2 separate regions of the Cricetulus griseus genome follow, and region 2 is linked to region 1. Evidence: chromatin contacts called from public Hi-C data. All regions are on one chromosome and are shown on one strand. Each heading gives the region's core, a stretch centred on a gene start, on an enhancer-like site or on the middle of the called end of the contact. The rest is flanking DNA. Distances are from core to core; before and after follow the strand shown.

Evidence for each region. A called contact is a pair of places that touch in the nucleus more often than the background predicts.
Region 2: a Hi-C map of liver shows a contact between it and region 1, with 4 times the contacts expected there. The contact joins two enhancer-like sites. A contact is called at or near these places in 3 of 8 Hi-C or Micro-C datasets (the CHO-K1 cell line, fibroblasts and liver).

What each region holds. Positions count from the first base shown.
Region 1 is chr2:242,421,383-242,428,378 of CriGri-PICRH-1.0, reverse strand. It overlaps Eya4 (eyes absent homolog 4), which reads left to right. Exons shown (of 16, transcript XM_035439078.1): 11 at 3,826-3,884; 12 at 3,992-4,152; 13 at 6,596-6,710. Among named protein-coding and RNA genes, the nearest start is that of Eya4, 55 kb to the left of the region's middle. Within about 2 kb of position 3,683, at least 1 of the 6 cell types and tissues checked has open chromatin away from gene starts, as enhancers often do.
Region 2 is chr2:242,696,965-242,703,960 of CriGri-PICRH-1.0, reverse strand. No RefSeq gene overlaps it. Among named protein-coding and RNA genes, the nearest start is that of Eya4, 220 kb to the right of the region's middle. Within about 2 kb of position 3,625, at least 1 of the 6 cell types and tissues checked has open chromatin away from gene starts, as enhancers often do.

The DNA of each region.
Region 1 (6,996 bases), core at 2,434-4,933:
TATGTCAATAACCTTTTTGTCAGCAAACTTCTTACAAAGGCTCCATAACAGGAATTAAGCCAAACCTGCTTCTGCTGCTACACACAATTGCTCAAGACAGCTACACATTATCGTTACTTATCTTATTGTGAGAAATTTTCTTCTTGAAGATTCAATCTCTTAGGATCTTCTGTGGTATCCAAGCATCAGTTTGAAACAGTAAATGCTTCAATACGTGGTGCACCATGGGCAGTGACAGCTGTTCTTCTCAAACTCCCTTAAAAGATCCAAATCTGATTCTGACTACTCAACACTTCATTCCAATCTGCCCACTCCCAACCCCAGCAAGAGAATTCTCTCTGTTCAAAAAAATGTTATTTCAGTTAGAATAACTTCCAGAGGAGAAAGCACCAGGGAGTTGGGGTTCATGAAAGCAAGTGAGGAGTCCTGTGGCTTATAACTGGAACAGACCAGGAACAACTTTGTGGTTACCTTATAAGACAAATTTAAAGCATTTATGATTAACACCAGAATTATTTCAAACATTTGAGGTCTTTGCTAAGCTATGTTCACAACCAAAGCACTTGGATGTTTGGGGGAGTGTTGTAGGTTTGCGTTAAAATGACTCCTGCATGGCTCCTCACAGTGAAAACTAGTTGATGAAAAATTATTTATCTTTTCCCTTAAAAATCTAAGTAATTGAAATTCAAGTTTCTTTCACTGGACTGTAATCCTTGGGCAACTGTCCAGAGTCAACACAGAGAGTTACTAAGCATAAATTTAAAGAGAGTGAGATTTGGAAGACCCTCAAACCTAACTTCAAATACAGAATTCATGGTCCAATACGTTTGATATACTGTTGTCCTCAGGAGTAAAAAAAAAAAATGAATTTGGGGGCAAGTTATGCACAAATTAATCATGTAAGCATAATACTTGAAGCATCAAGGGAGCTTTTCAAAAAATTAGAACCAAAATGTACTGAAGAATGACTTCTGGTGGTTGGAGGAGCTCACAAAAATCTCCCTGCCCATTTGGGGGGATTTAAGTAAGTTTATTACATAAGAGAGACATGATATTATTTACTTGAAGAAAGATTTTGGCAGCTCACCGGAGTGAGGAGCTTCAGGTATTTATTTCAATCTAAAGTCCTCCCAAAAATGTCACAATGTCTGAGCTAGAGAGATGGCTAGTGGCTAAAAGCACTGGCTGCTCTTCCATCCAACCTGGACCTGACTCCCAGTACCTAGACAGTTGCTCACAACTATCTGTAACTCCACTCCCGCAGGATCTAACACCTATTGTGGACTCAACAGGTACCAGATACACATGTATTACCCAGATACATATGCAGGCAAGACACTCATACACATTAACATTTATTTAAAGAACTATTACCATGTCTGAAGAAGAAATACTTAGGTCATCTTGAGCTCCTTCGGTACCTCCATATTCTGGAGAGGAAACAGGTTTTCCAGCTGTCATGCTAACTATTTAGATAACTTTAAAGCTCAGTGCAGCAGCTTGCTATACTTGCATTTGAGGTTTTTATTTTTTTTTTTTGGAGGTGCAATGTTTCCTTTCATTACAGAGTAGCCTGCATCCTTGTCGTCGACTACTTCTTTGTCAAAAAAAAAGGGAAGTAGCCATAGCTCAGGCAACCTCAATTCCTTTTCTGTTCTTTTTCTTTTCCCTTGACTTATGTCATCCACATCTTCCCACAACCCTCACCATCTGGGGTATTAATTCATGTCAATATAACTTTTTGTCAGGAACTTAAAACGATTGTGGCACTCCTACCAATTACTGTCATTTGTCTAGATGTCTGCCATGTATTTAAGAAGCAATTATTTTGCTTTTTAACTAGGAGTTATTTTTATTGTTGACTACTCATTGCACATGAGTAGTTACATAAGGACATTTTCAAACAAGTATGTTATGTATCTTGAGCATATTTCCCATTCCATATCCCCCTTCCTTCCAATTTTTAAATTCCCCATTCAGTTTTTTTCACTCCCCAAATTCTGGATTGTTTTCTGCCTCCAGGATATGCCTCTAAAAATCAGTGTATCAAGATTACCTCACCCAGAAAAACCCTCAGATGATTTCTAGTTAGAATAACTCTAATAACTCTTACCTAGGAACACAGGTGGAGATTTATTAAAAAATTATGAATCTTATAATCTATATAAACTTTATAAACTATTAAAAATGTATACCTAAATTTTAAAAGGTATTCTTGTTTACACTTTCAGGGTATTTTGCATGCATGCATGTATGTGTGCCATGTGTATACACACAGCAGAAGAGGGTGTTGTCAGCTGTCCTGGGATTGCTGGGAACTAAACTGGGTTTTCTGGGAGAGCAGCAAATGCTTTTCAATGCTGAGCCATCTCTCCTTCTCAAATACATTTTGAAGCTGCATTTCAAAATTTTATTCACTGAGCTTGCCACTCAGCTTTGTGCTTGTTTTGTTGTTTATTTAGTTCATATCCATTTTCTTTACTTGGCAAATGAAGTTATCTATATCACACGCATGTGGGAGGCAGAGGACAACTTGAAGAATCAGTTCTCTCCTTCCATTTTGTGGGCTCCTGAGTTCAAACTCAGGTCCTCAGGCTCAGCTGCATGTTCTTTACCTGCTACATAACCATCCCAGTTCTGTAAGTGAAAAGAAATCTGAGTCAACTTAAATGGGATAAATATGTTCTTTGTGAAGGCTGAAGGCTGGACATTCAGTGTTTGGCTACAGATACTTCCAGGTCTATAACAAATTTGAAATGGAGAGTCTTTCTTGCATATTTTCAAGCTTGACTATTTTTTAATTGATTTTTGAATGGTAAGTGCTAACATGCAGCATCAAAATCTGTGGGTATAAGACAATCTAAAGGAAATATAAGAGGCACAAAAGCTGGGGATGTAACTCAGTAGTAAAACACTTGCATAACATTTGCAAGACTGTAGCTTCGATCTCGTGCAAAATACACACACATCACACATAAACACACTTATTGATTTATTGTGAATTGTAATCATTTGTAACTCTTAATCATGGATTTATTCCTCTTAGGGCTAGGCATTTTAAATCCTACCAGCAAATTTCACCTTAAGTCATGTAATGTTTCACTGGAACTTTGCAGATCATTTAAACACAGAACAGGACCTTTAGAACCTCAAAGAGCCCAGTTCTTATGTGGAAGCCACTGTTTGCTTTAAGCAAACTCTAAACTTGAAATCAGATCCAAAGTGGCATACTTACTAAGTTTATTTTCCTTAGTATTTGTAGTGCATTTGGTATGTAAATCTTCACTGTTTTACTTGTATTCATTGAAATTTAAAAATGCTTTTTAAGTCCGATGAAGAGAGGGTGTCAACTTCAACGGCTACTAACTTTGCTCTGTATCAGAAAACCATGACTTTCAGTAAAATAACACCCCCCCACTCTAGCAAAAAAAGCAGGAAGTCTTGGAAAGCTCACAGGACACCATGCTCTGAGGTCAAGACCCCTTTGCTGCCACTAGGCAAATAATAAGTAATAGTGACTACTTGATGGGTTCAGACCCAAGGCACAGTGTGTTTTCAGATTAGAGGTTACACTGATCTCAAAGATTCAAGAGCTCTTCATATAAGTGATTGTAAGATTAAACTTATTTTTCAAAGCATTCCAAGTTTTCAGACTGCTTTATGTGATCCTTCTGAATTTGGATCTGAAAAAGGAACTGGAACCATTTCTCCAACACAAGCATTAGATGAAGGGATGGCTGGGCCCATGCTGCCATCTTGTGGCCATAGTCCCTGGGTAAACTTGTTTGGGAAATTGGTAATATCTGCTCTCTCCTTTGCTCCTAGGAATGTGATCAAGTTCATATAGATGATGTTTCCTCAGATGACAACGGTCAGGACTTAAGGTAAGCTATACCTTACAGTCTTCCATTTCCTACAGAAATTCAGCTGTGGAATTTTGCACATGTAATTATTTCTTTTATTTCTTTTTAATGTATTTTGGGTGATGCAGTACCTACAGTTTTGCAACTGATGGCTTCCATGCAGCTGCAAGTAGTGCGAACCTTTGTTTGCCAACAGGTGTGAGAGGAGGAGTGGACTGGATGAGGAAGTTGGCTTTCCGTTACAGAAGAGTAAAGGAATTATATAACACCTACAAGAACAATGTCGGAGGTACGTGCGGCCGATTCCATCCTGTGTCAGCACCCTGGGTCTAGGTAGAATTCAAGCTGTAGTTTCATAGTGGACATTGGCCTACTGAAAAACAAATTAGCTAAAGGCTCTCATTGAAAAGTACTGAGGCCGAGTTTTTGCTTTCCTTGAATTACTTGGGGGAAATTGAATGCGCCCCTATGAAAAGACTCAGCGTTTCTGTGTGAAAGCTAGTGTTCTATCAAGATTCCAGCAGGATATTTACTTTGCTTCATTGCTAGTACTCTATTATTATCAATGAAAAATAGACAAAAGAGGTGGCCAAGAGGCCTTTGTAAAACCGAAAGCTGTGACAATCTCTGTCTGTCTGTCGGTCGTCGGTCAGTCTCTCTCTCTCTCTCTCTCTCTCTCTCTCTCTCTCTCTCTCTCTCTCTCTCTCTCTCTCTCTCTCTCTGTGTGTGTGTGTGTGTGTGTGTGTTTGTGTGTCTGTCTGTCTGTCTGTCTCTGTCTGTCTCTGACTCTCTCTCTCCCCTATCAGAATGTACAAACAATGGTTTGTGCAAGTTCAAAATGTGTTACAGATCTATTTGATCTCTTTAGAATGTGCACATCATCTGACAATGTACCTTGCCACACAGTGTAGTGCTGTTTATATTCAGTGTGGGATTTAAAAGTTCTAATACTCCGTAGGCAGTGTCTAAATCACATTATAGTTATCCATATAATTTGAGGCAGTATTTAAACCATTAACCTCAAACTACCACCCTGGCTATACTTCTCCATATGGGAAAATGGGTCCTCTTTTATTGTTAGAATCAATTTTATGTCAACAGATTCCCAAAATTAGTTTCAAGGTTGATCACATGTGATTCTTCCCACAAGCTGTTCGATTTTCTTTTAGAAGGAAATGTGGAGCAAAAACCAAAGTAGTCAGGAGAAAATGATTTTCCTAAACACATGTATGCATTCTGTATGTGTGTATGGTCACATGTATGCCATAGAACAAAATAAGTAAAATTTTTATCCACAGAAAATACATTGCACCCTCCAGTTTCACCTGGAGGATGGGGGCTGTGTGTTTGCTTCCAGTATTTTCTAGCACTGAATCACATTAAATGCTCTTTGAACATTCAGTAAGTGTAAGAAATAAGGCAGAACCGCAGACTATGTGAACATTTGAACCAACATAAATTTTGTACAGGGAAGAGTTTTATTTCCAAATAGATAACTGAGCCCTGCTCCAGCTCCAGGTTGTATTTCCTAAATCATTCTGATGCTTTGTACAAGACACTGTTGTAAAATAAAATCGATTTTGTAGGTAAAAATCAATTGTAAATAACACATTTAACTTCAAAAATAAAAACTAAACACTCATTTGAGAGGTCTGAAACATTTGTTATCTGTGTGTCTTTCCCCCATCTTACACAGAATTGTTAAAAATTACTTTAAAATTGAGAAGACTATTAATATATAGTCTTGTATCTTAGTTACTTTATGATGTAAGAGTTTATTTTCTGTCACTTATCAGCATCTTTTAAGTGAAATGTAGAAAATGAGACTTTCTAGAAAGTAAAAGTTTTAATTTTTAATAGCTTCTATTGTAAGTGCTGTGTATTTGCTCCCAGTATCTGAAATACAATTTGAGTGAGAAACCTTCCTATTGAATGGGTATTTATGTGATCTTGTTTTATCATGAAAGCATGGCTGCTTCGCTTTTCTTTCTATTTTTTCTCCTTCCCTTCCTCCCTCCCTCTCTTCCTTCTTCTTTTCCTTCTGTCAGTGTTGGGGCCTCTTACATGCTAATCATGTGATCTATCACTGGTGAAAATCCCAACATCTCTGTAAGCTAAAATTTAACATGCCTACTTTTTCTTCCCACCACTCCTTGTACTAGGATAGTATTCCTTGGGATTTTAAACATAGTTATTAATTTCTTTTTAAAACACAAAATATCATTAAGTGCAGACACTAGATTGCGAAGCATTGAAACAGCTACATACTGATTCTGGCAGTACTTTTCCAAAGTGAGACTGTAATTATGAAGAGACAATATTTTTAAACAGCACATTTGTGTTCCTGGACTGGAGGGACCCCACTGCTCATCCTGAACGGACATACGCCAGCCTCATCAACGGACTCAGGCCTAGAATTTGCTGAGCCTTCCAGCTATTGTGTTAGATTCCAGGCTCTGAGAGAGGGAAAAAACTGGGGTCTGCCTTTCCTGTGTCATATCTGAGTGTCCAGCCAAGTGTGTGACCCTTAGTGTTGTCTAGTAAGAATTCATTGAATGAATAGAGAATAGTAAGCTCTGAAAGAATGAATTCATGTTGATATAAGTCTGTACCTCTTTATTTATGACACAACCAAAATAAAAAATTGTTTACCGTAGAAGAAGAGATGCCAAATTCCATATTCCAGAGACAGTGTTCAACTCCTGACTGCACCTTGTGTTTTGCTATTTCAGGACTCCTTGGCCCAGCCAAGAGGGATGCGTGGCTGCAGTTAAGGGCAGAGATTGAAGGCCTAACAGATTCCTGGCTAACAAATGCACTTAAGTCTTTATCAATTATTAGTACTAGGTAAGTGGGATCATGGCCCTTCTACTTCAATTACATGAAAGACCTGGGTCCAACAGCACAGCAAAGCAAAACAGCTCCAATTCCTAGCATTTCACCACATCCAGTGATTCTTCAGTGTGTGTGTGTGTGTGTGTGTGTGTGTGTGTGTGTGTGTGTGTGTGTGTGTGTGTGTCATAACTACTGATAATCTCATGGGAAAATCATATAACTTGTCATGAGAAGGAATCAGTGCTGTGTTGGTAACAAAGTCCGAAGGATGATGACAAAATTAAAAGGGGACTTTTAG
Region 2 (6,996 bases), core at 2,376-4,875, 280 kb before region 1:
CCCAGAGTTGAATAAATTTTCTCTCCACTCAGCCAGCCTTGCCCTCTAGTGCCCTCCACTTCCTGCCTAGGCCATGCCACCCTCTTCTGCATTCTCCAATGGCCCTTGAATGATAGCCCTTGAATGTTTTGTGTGTGTGCTCAATACATATCTGTTTTGGACTCCTTGGAGGTAAGAACACCTCATCATCACTCCGTGCACAAGTGTTCCCATAACGCCTGCCTGAAGGTTAAGTATAGAAAGAATGCACACATGACTTACACTCCCCACCTAAGCCCACTGTACATGAGGGCCGCCACAGAAGCAGTTTAGCTGAGCTGGGCCAGTGGAAACTGACTGCATGACGAGAGGAGAGCTGATGGACAAATGATAGCTTTCATATCACAGGAATACACATTCAGCATTCAGGAAGGAAGCTGTCAATGAGTCACAAAGCTCTGAAAAGAAAATGCAGTCTGGGTCTTGAGGGAGTAGTCATTCGTGCTCAGCTCCTCTTACAGGGAGGCAGTGCAGACGGAGCACTTGCAGCGACTTTCAAGTAATGGGGGAATTTTGACTTTGAAAAGTTTGAAACGATGGAGCCCTGCTTTTGTTTTCTTTTAAGGATTTGTTTTTAGTTATGCTCGTATGGGTCTGATTGTGTGGGGGTTTGCACATGAGTGCAGTTTCCACAGAGTCCAGGATAGGGCTGCCAGATCCTGTGAAGCTGAAGAGACAGGTGGTTGTGAGCCAGCTGACGTGGGTGCTGGGAACTGGACTGAAATCCTCTGCAGGAGCAGTATGCGCTATTAATTGCTTAGCCATCTCTCCAGTCCCACTTTAACTTTTTTTTAAGAATAGCCTGGAAGCCAAGAAAACATGAGACTAAGCCACAAAGGATGCACAGATCCCCCTGTGATCTCTAAGCAGGAACTTCACTCAGAACATCATCTACACTTTATACTTTGTACCTTACACTTTATACAGTACAAATTTATACGCCAGCTTTACAACTATATTTGCACTGGGGTGTCTATGTTTAATGCATGGATCCTTCAGGTCTGTCCTTAAAGGAGGAAAGCTAAGCTCTGTTCAGACCTGGATGACAGTAAGAAGGGTTCAACTGTGAAAAGGCGACCTTATTACTCGGGTTTAAATCTGTGTTGTGCAGCAGCTTGTTTTTCTGACTTCCAGAACTTCCTTTGAGCCTCTGATAAACACAAAACTAAGCTGAGAAAAAAAAGGGTATCCACAGCAGCACCTCTGGATGCCCGTCAAGCTGCTCAAGTAGTTTTGCAGGGACTGGTGGGGGTGGAATGCTGGGAAAATAACAGCACTGGAAACAAAGAAGGCTGGGTTTATCTCAACTTTTTATATCCAACTAAAGCACACTTCACCTGCAAATAGTGATTATTAAGTTTCTTTCAAGGGAATGAGGCCCGAGCCTCATGATCGCTGCAGGTGTGAACTCCTAGGAGCCTTTTCTTTGAGGGAAAGAACGTTAGTCATTATTCATGGGTGAGATAGTCTATTTATTCTGCAGCAAGAAGGAATTCCTGTTTTATCTTCTTAAAACACGAGACCTTCAATTTTGTAAGCCTCACAACAATGAAAGATTCGTTCTTAGAATTATGTTCAGAAAAGGCTTGTTTCTGTCTCTCACTTATTTTTAAATACTTGAATTTCTCTGCATCACTAAAATGTCAGTCAGTAAGAATGTATGGTGTATGGTTAGATGCGTGATAATTAATTATTCAATAAACTTTTCAAAGACATCTGGTCAATCTAGACTGATATTAGTATCTCAGAACACAGACGCACTCCAGCGAAAGGACAAGGCAGTAACTGCATGAGTTGTTAGAATAAACAAGTCATTGGGTACTGTCTACAAAGCTTCAGTGGCACTCAGATTTTAATTCATTTGAAAATTAACTGACAGAAGACATTCATAATACATTACTTGACAAGCTCTTACTTGACCTAATTATATCATCTCATACTTTTCTCCTTTTAATTTCTCAAAAACATGCTTGAAGTACACATATATTTTAGGTTGGTCTTTTTCTTTTCTTGTTTTACATTTTTATTACACTGAGAGACAGATGGGAGAGAGGGAGAGAGAGAGAGAGAGAGAGAGAGAGAGAGAGAGAGAGAGAGAGAGAGAGCCTGTGAGCACAAGCACAGCATATACAGAATATATGTGGTACTGGAGGGCAATTTGTAGATGTTGTATCCTCCTACCAAAAGGATCCCAGGAGAGAACTCAGGTCATGCTTGGTGGCAATCACCTTTACATGATGATATTTTCCATGTAGGTCAGGCTGGTCTCAAACTCATGGCAGCTTTCCTGCCTCAGCTTCCTTAGTGCTGGGATTACAAGCATGTGTCTACACGAACGCATCGCCATGCCCAATTTAGCAGTCTCTTCCTTTGTGTCAAATAGTACAATCAGTCAATCAGTATAGTACCAATTCTTTAAATTCATTTTGTAATTGCAGAACTGAAGACCAGGAATGAAATAATAAAACCATTTTAATTTTCAAATTTGTCTTTGATTTTTAAAAATCATTTCTGATCAAAAATAAAATGAAAAAAAATGGAGAAACCTTCATTCTACAACCAGAATACATGTGGTGGAGTTACAAGCTAATTCCTCCCTACAGTGGGATGAGATATAGATGAGCCACAGAACCAAAACTTCTATGTCAAACAACCAATAGTTAGGAAAATTACAAAATCAATTAGAAAAGGAACTGTAACTATCAGATTAACAAATATGACAAGTAAATAGGTGTTTATTTAATTTAGCCATGGTAGCTATTTAGGTAGATAATCCCAAATTTAAGGTACAGATTATGCCCATACCTATCTCACTGGCTTTACTCTAAATAATAAAGCCTCAGCTTTAATTTGGGGCAAAGAGAGGACAGTGAGGTGTTGGAATATAGGCCTAGTAAGATTTATTCCATCATTGAAGTTTAGAGGAATTTCTTATTAAAAAATATTTCATCTTAACTAAATTCAATGGGCATATGAATTTGTTTGTAATTTCTTCTAATTTGTTTGGGGAAAACAAACCTCATTATAGCCAATAGGCAAATAAAATTTTGGTCAAGCTAGTGAAAATGCCAATTCTTTCATTTTGGGAATGGGGCATTTAGCCACCCAAACTCCAGAAACCATGCCTTTCTCTTCCACTAGAAAGCTTTTTACCATAGGCTGGTTGAAACATCAAACTTATGATCACGGGGGATAATGTGTTCCCATATTTTGTCAATCATCTGTGTGGAGAATGACAGGAGAATTCTTAAGGCTCTGCCAAGCCACAGGATGTAAAGCCAGAGAGAACTCACAAATAACAAACTACCGGCCAATCACTCTAGTGCGTTTCCATTTGCTAAGAAAACATGTTCACTAAAATGTGTAGAGTTGAAGCATCTTTTCCAAAAACAAAGCTATACCAGTCTGTCAGGTCAAGACACACAAAACACAGCTTCAAGATCAGTCCAGCTTCCACCAACCTTTTGTCCAGTGGCTTCTTGTTGCCACTACTGCATTGACATGGCTTTGTTTTCCTGACTGTGCTGTGTGGCTGCTCCACTATACCCTTGGCAAGATATTTACTCCCTCTCTCTAGCCTGTTCTCTTTGGCAATGAGAGCTGAATCTATTTTTAGGTCCTGCCTATTCTTTTGCCTGTCTCAGTCTTGGCCCTCAGAGAGGCTGGGGAGCTGTCAGATCACTGCCCGAGGTGTGTGTCCTTCCTACTCCAGAATTCTACTTCCCCCATTCAAAAGTGAATCTAGATGGGAGATGATTTCCACTGGTGCAACTCTCCAAGCTCCATAGTGTCCCAGGCCAGATGAGCACTTGGTCTGCATTTCTCTACTCTAAGGAGGAAAAGCACCCAGCAGCTTCTCCGACAACTGTCTCAAAGTGAAGTAGAAATTGCTCTCAAATGTTAGTTATAAATGTGTAATCTGAACTCCAGCCACTCCACAGGGCTGCAGAAGAATTTACGACGTGCTAAATATTTCCTTTGTTCTTCCTAGTGGTAGCCTGCTGCAGCAATTAGAGGGCAGCCCACTCCACATGCAAACACTGCATTTTCTAAAGGATTGCTGATAACTGCTCCACAGGCTCACACACAGAACCACCGGCCCACTGAACACGATTTTTCTTGTGGTTCAGAATTAAGAATTTTCAATTTCCTTTCACAATCCTAGTTTCTGAAACATGTTCAAAACTGTTCTTCCTTCATCCTGGAGCCTTTTTCATTGCTCCTTTAAAAGGCAGGAGGAGAGGTCAAGGTGACTGCAAGAAGGTGGTGGAAGACTCAGTTCTCAGGCTGTGAACACCTCCAACCTTTCCAAACCATATAAAGGTCCTTTGTGTTGCTATCAAAAACACCTCTGACCTCCTCTTTCTTATTTTCATAGAGACTGACAGCACAGTCCCATCCTTCATAAAACAGCAAAAAATCTGCCAATATCATCCTTTTTCAGAAGCCAGACACGATTAATCAGCAGCAGGAGGCAACATGGCTTCAATTAGCTTCATAGTGTATAATAAATTCTCAGTCATTCACTGTGTGTGCTGGCTTTAGTGGTGGGCGTGTTTTTAAATGCTGTACATACATTAATTCTATGAGGATATTACAATTTTGCCTCCACTCAGTCTTGAAGAACAGACTGCCCCAGATCACATTTACCCATTTATGAGAACTGGAAATGGTTCCAAAACAATGGACTTTGAGAGTTAACAGACAGGTGTGCCACTAACTTCCTATGGCATCCCAGAAAAGTTACTGAGCTTCTCGGTGCCACAAATTCACCATCTATAAAATGGGATTATCATAGTACTCACATTACAGGGGCTGTGTGAAGGTTAAATGCATAATACATTAGCACTTAGAACAATGCCAGTCATAGAAAATGTGGGATAGAGAGACCTGTTAATAACCCACACGTGAGGAATCTGGAGGGATGGCCCGGCAGTTAACTTGCGGAGGATGCGAGCTCAGCTACGGTGGCTCACAGTGCCTGTAACTCCAGATCTAGAGGATCCTACACTCCTGGCCTTCTTGGACACCCGCATTCGTGTGTACATACCCCTACAAAAGCACACATGCATACCTGTAATGAAAACTATAAAGTAAACCTAAATAAAGATAGTTCACACCAGTTGTCTACCAAATAAGCCTAGGGAAAAAAAAAATCAATGACACCTTTACTGCACTGGTCTCTATTTAACACCAAGATAATCAAAGACAGCAGAGAGCTCTTCACCATCCCTCCTGACAAGTGTCCCAGTTTCACAAAGAAAGAAGTATCACACAGATTATAAGGCAGTATGGTACATGAAATAATACAAATGAAATGTTTTCCTTCTGAAGTTGGGATAATAATGCCAAGGCCAAAGATACTACCTTCCAATGGGAAAGTACCAGGTAAAATGCATTTTGTTAAAAGGCTTGCATAAAATGCAGACAATCCATGTGCTATGAATGTGATTCCGACACGTGAGTAGCAGATAGAGATTCTAGAGGTCAGTGCATTCTCTATTACCAGGTTGTTCTCCTGGGTCTTAGCCAGGAGACACATCCAGAGGCAGACTGTAAGGCCATGAGGACCACGGAACAAGGGCTCATACTGCCTCACCTGCCCTGTAAGTGAGCGGGGAAAGGCACCAGGAAAGAGGACACTTGAGGGTTAGTTTTCAGAAAGGACCCTTGTCCATCAAAAGGCCCCAGTACTCGCCACTGTTTCGCTTGAATTGTATCCTCTCCACAATTCGCATGCTAAAATTCTAGAGCCCAATACCTCAGAAAGGGAACTCCTTTTCTAAACAATATTTTTATTATTTAAAGCAACTTTCAACATTAAATATGTTTTGATCATATTCTTCCCCTCTCCCAAGTCCTTCCAGATCCTCCACCTGACTTTAAGTACTTTCTCAGAAAACACACAAACCCCCAATACAATGGCAACCCCCCGAAAACAAGAAAACAAAATAAAAACCACCCCCAAATAAAGCAAACAAACAAAACACCAAACTGTAACCAAATAAAAGCACACACACAAAAAAACTCTGGAGTCCATCGTATCATTTACTCCTGAACATGAGAACTGCCTGGAATGGTTAATGTACCCAGAGGCACTCCACTGGAGAAAACGGATTTTCCCATTCTCAGCAGGCATACATGACAAGTGTTAACCTTTGCCCTAGTGTCTACTTAGCATTCATTCATATTCATTTATTATTTTAAAAATATAACAAATAAAATACGAGGTCAACAAAAATTACCGAGGTTGGACAGGACATACAAACAGAAGGAAAAAAGCACCAATGAAGGCACAAGAATCAGAGATGCAGTCATTTATACACTCAGAAATCCCGGGAAAATACTGAGCTGGAAGCAAGAATATGAACACAGAGGAACTGCTGCAGACCCTTGCAGGTCTGCCTCCCCTCCCTTGGGGTTCACTGAGCTTTGAGGGGACGGATTTGATGGAGACATTCTATTTATGGCTAAGTGTTTCAAGGCCACCCACTCTCTGCATTATGTTTGCTTATGTCTCTGTATTTGTTCTCATCTGCTACAGCAAGAAGCTTCTCTGATGATGGATGAACATAATGAAAGAATGAACTTCTCAGATGAGATGCATTGATACATGGGTATGGAGAATGTCTTAGGCAGTTGTGTAAGTGGAATAATTGTAGCAAGTTTGCCCCTATGGCTTTATGACCTGTGTACACAGACTCAGGTTCTTGACCTCAATAATAGTGTCTGGCACAGGGTCAATCTTATCAACTAGGCCTGAAATCCAACCAAAGGTAGTGGTTACTCCTATAATATTTGTGCCACCATTGCACCACTGAACAGAAATTACAGACAGGTCACTGTTGTAGTGTGCATGTTTGATAGCTGGGTGAGATCGAGGATTACTTTTCTCTTCCAGTAGCTTGTATAACACCTTCCAGAATTATAAACACCAAGCAGTAGGGGTGAAACTTC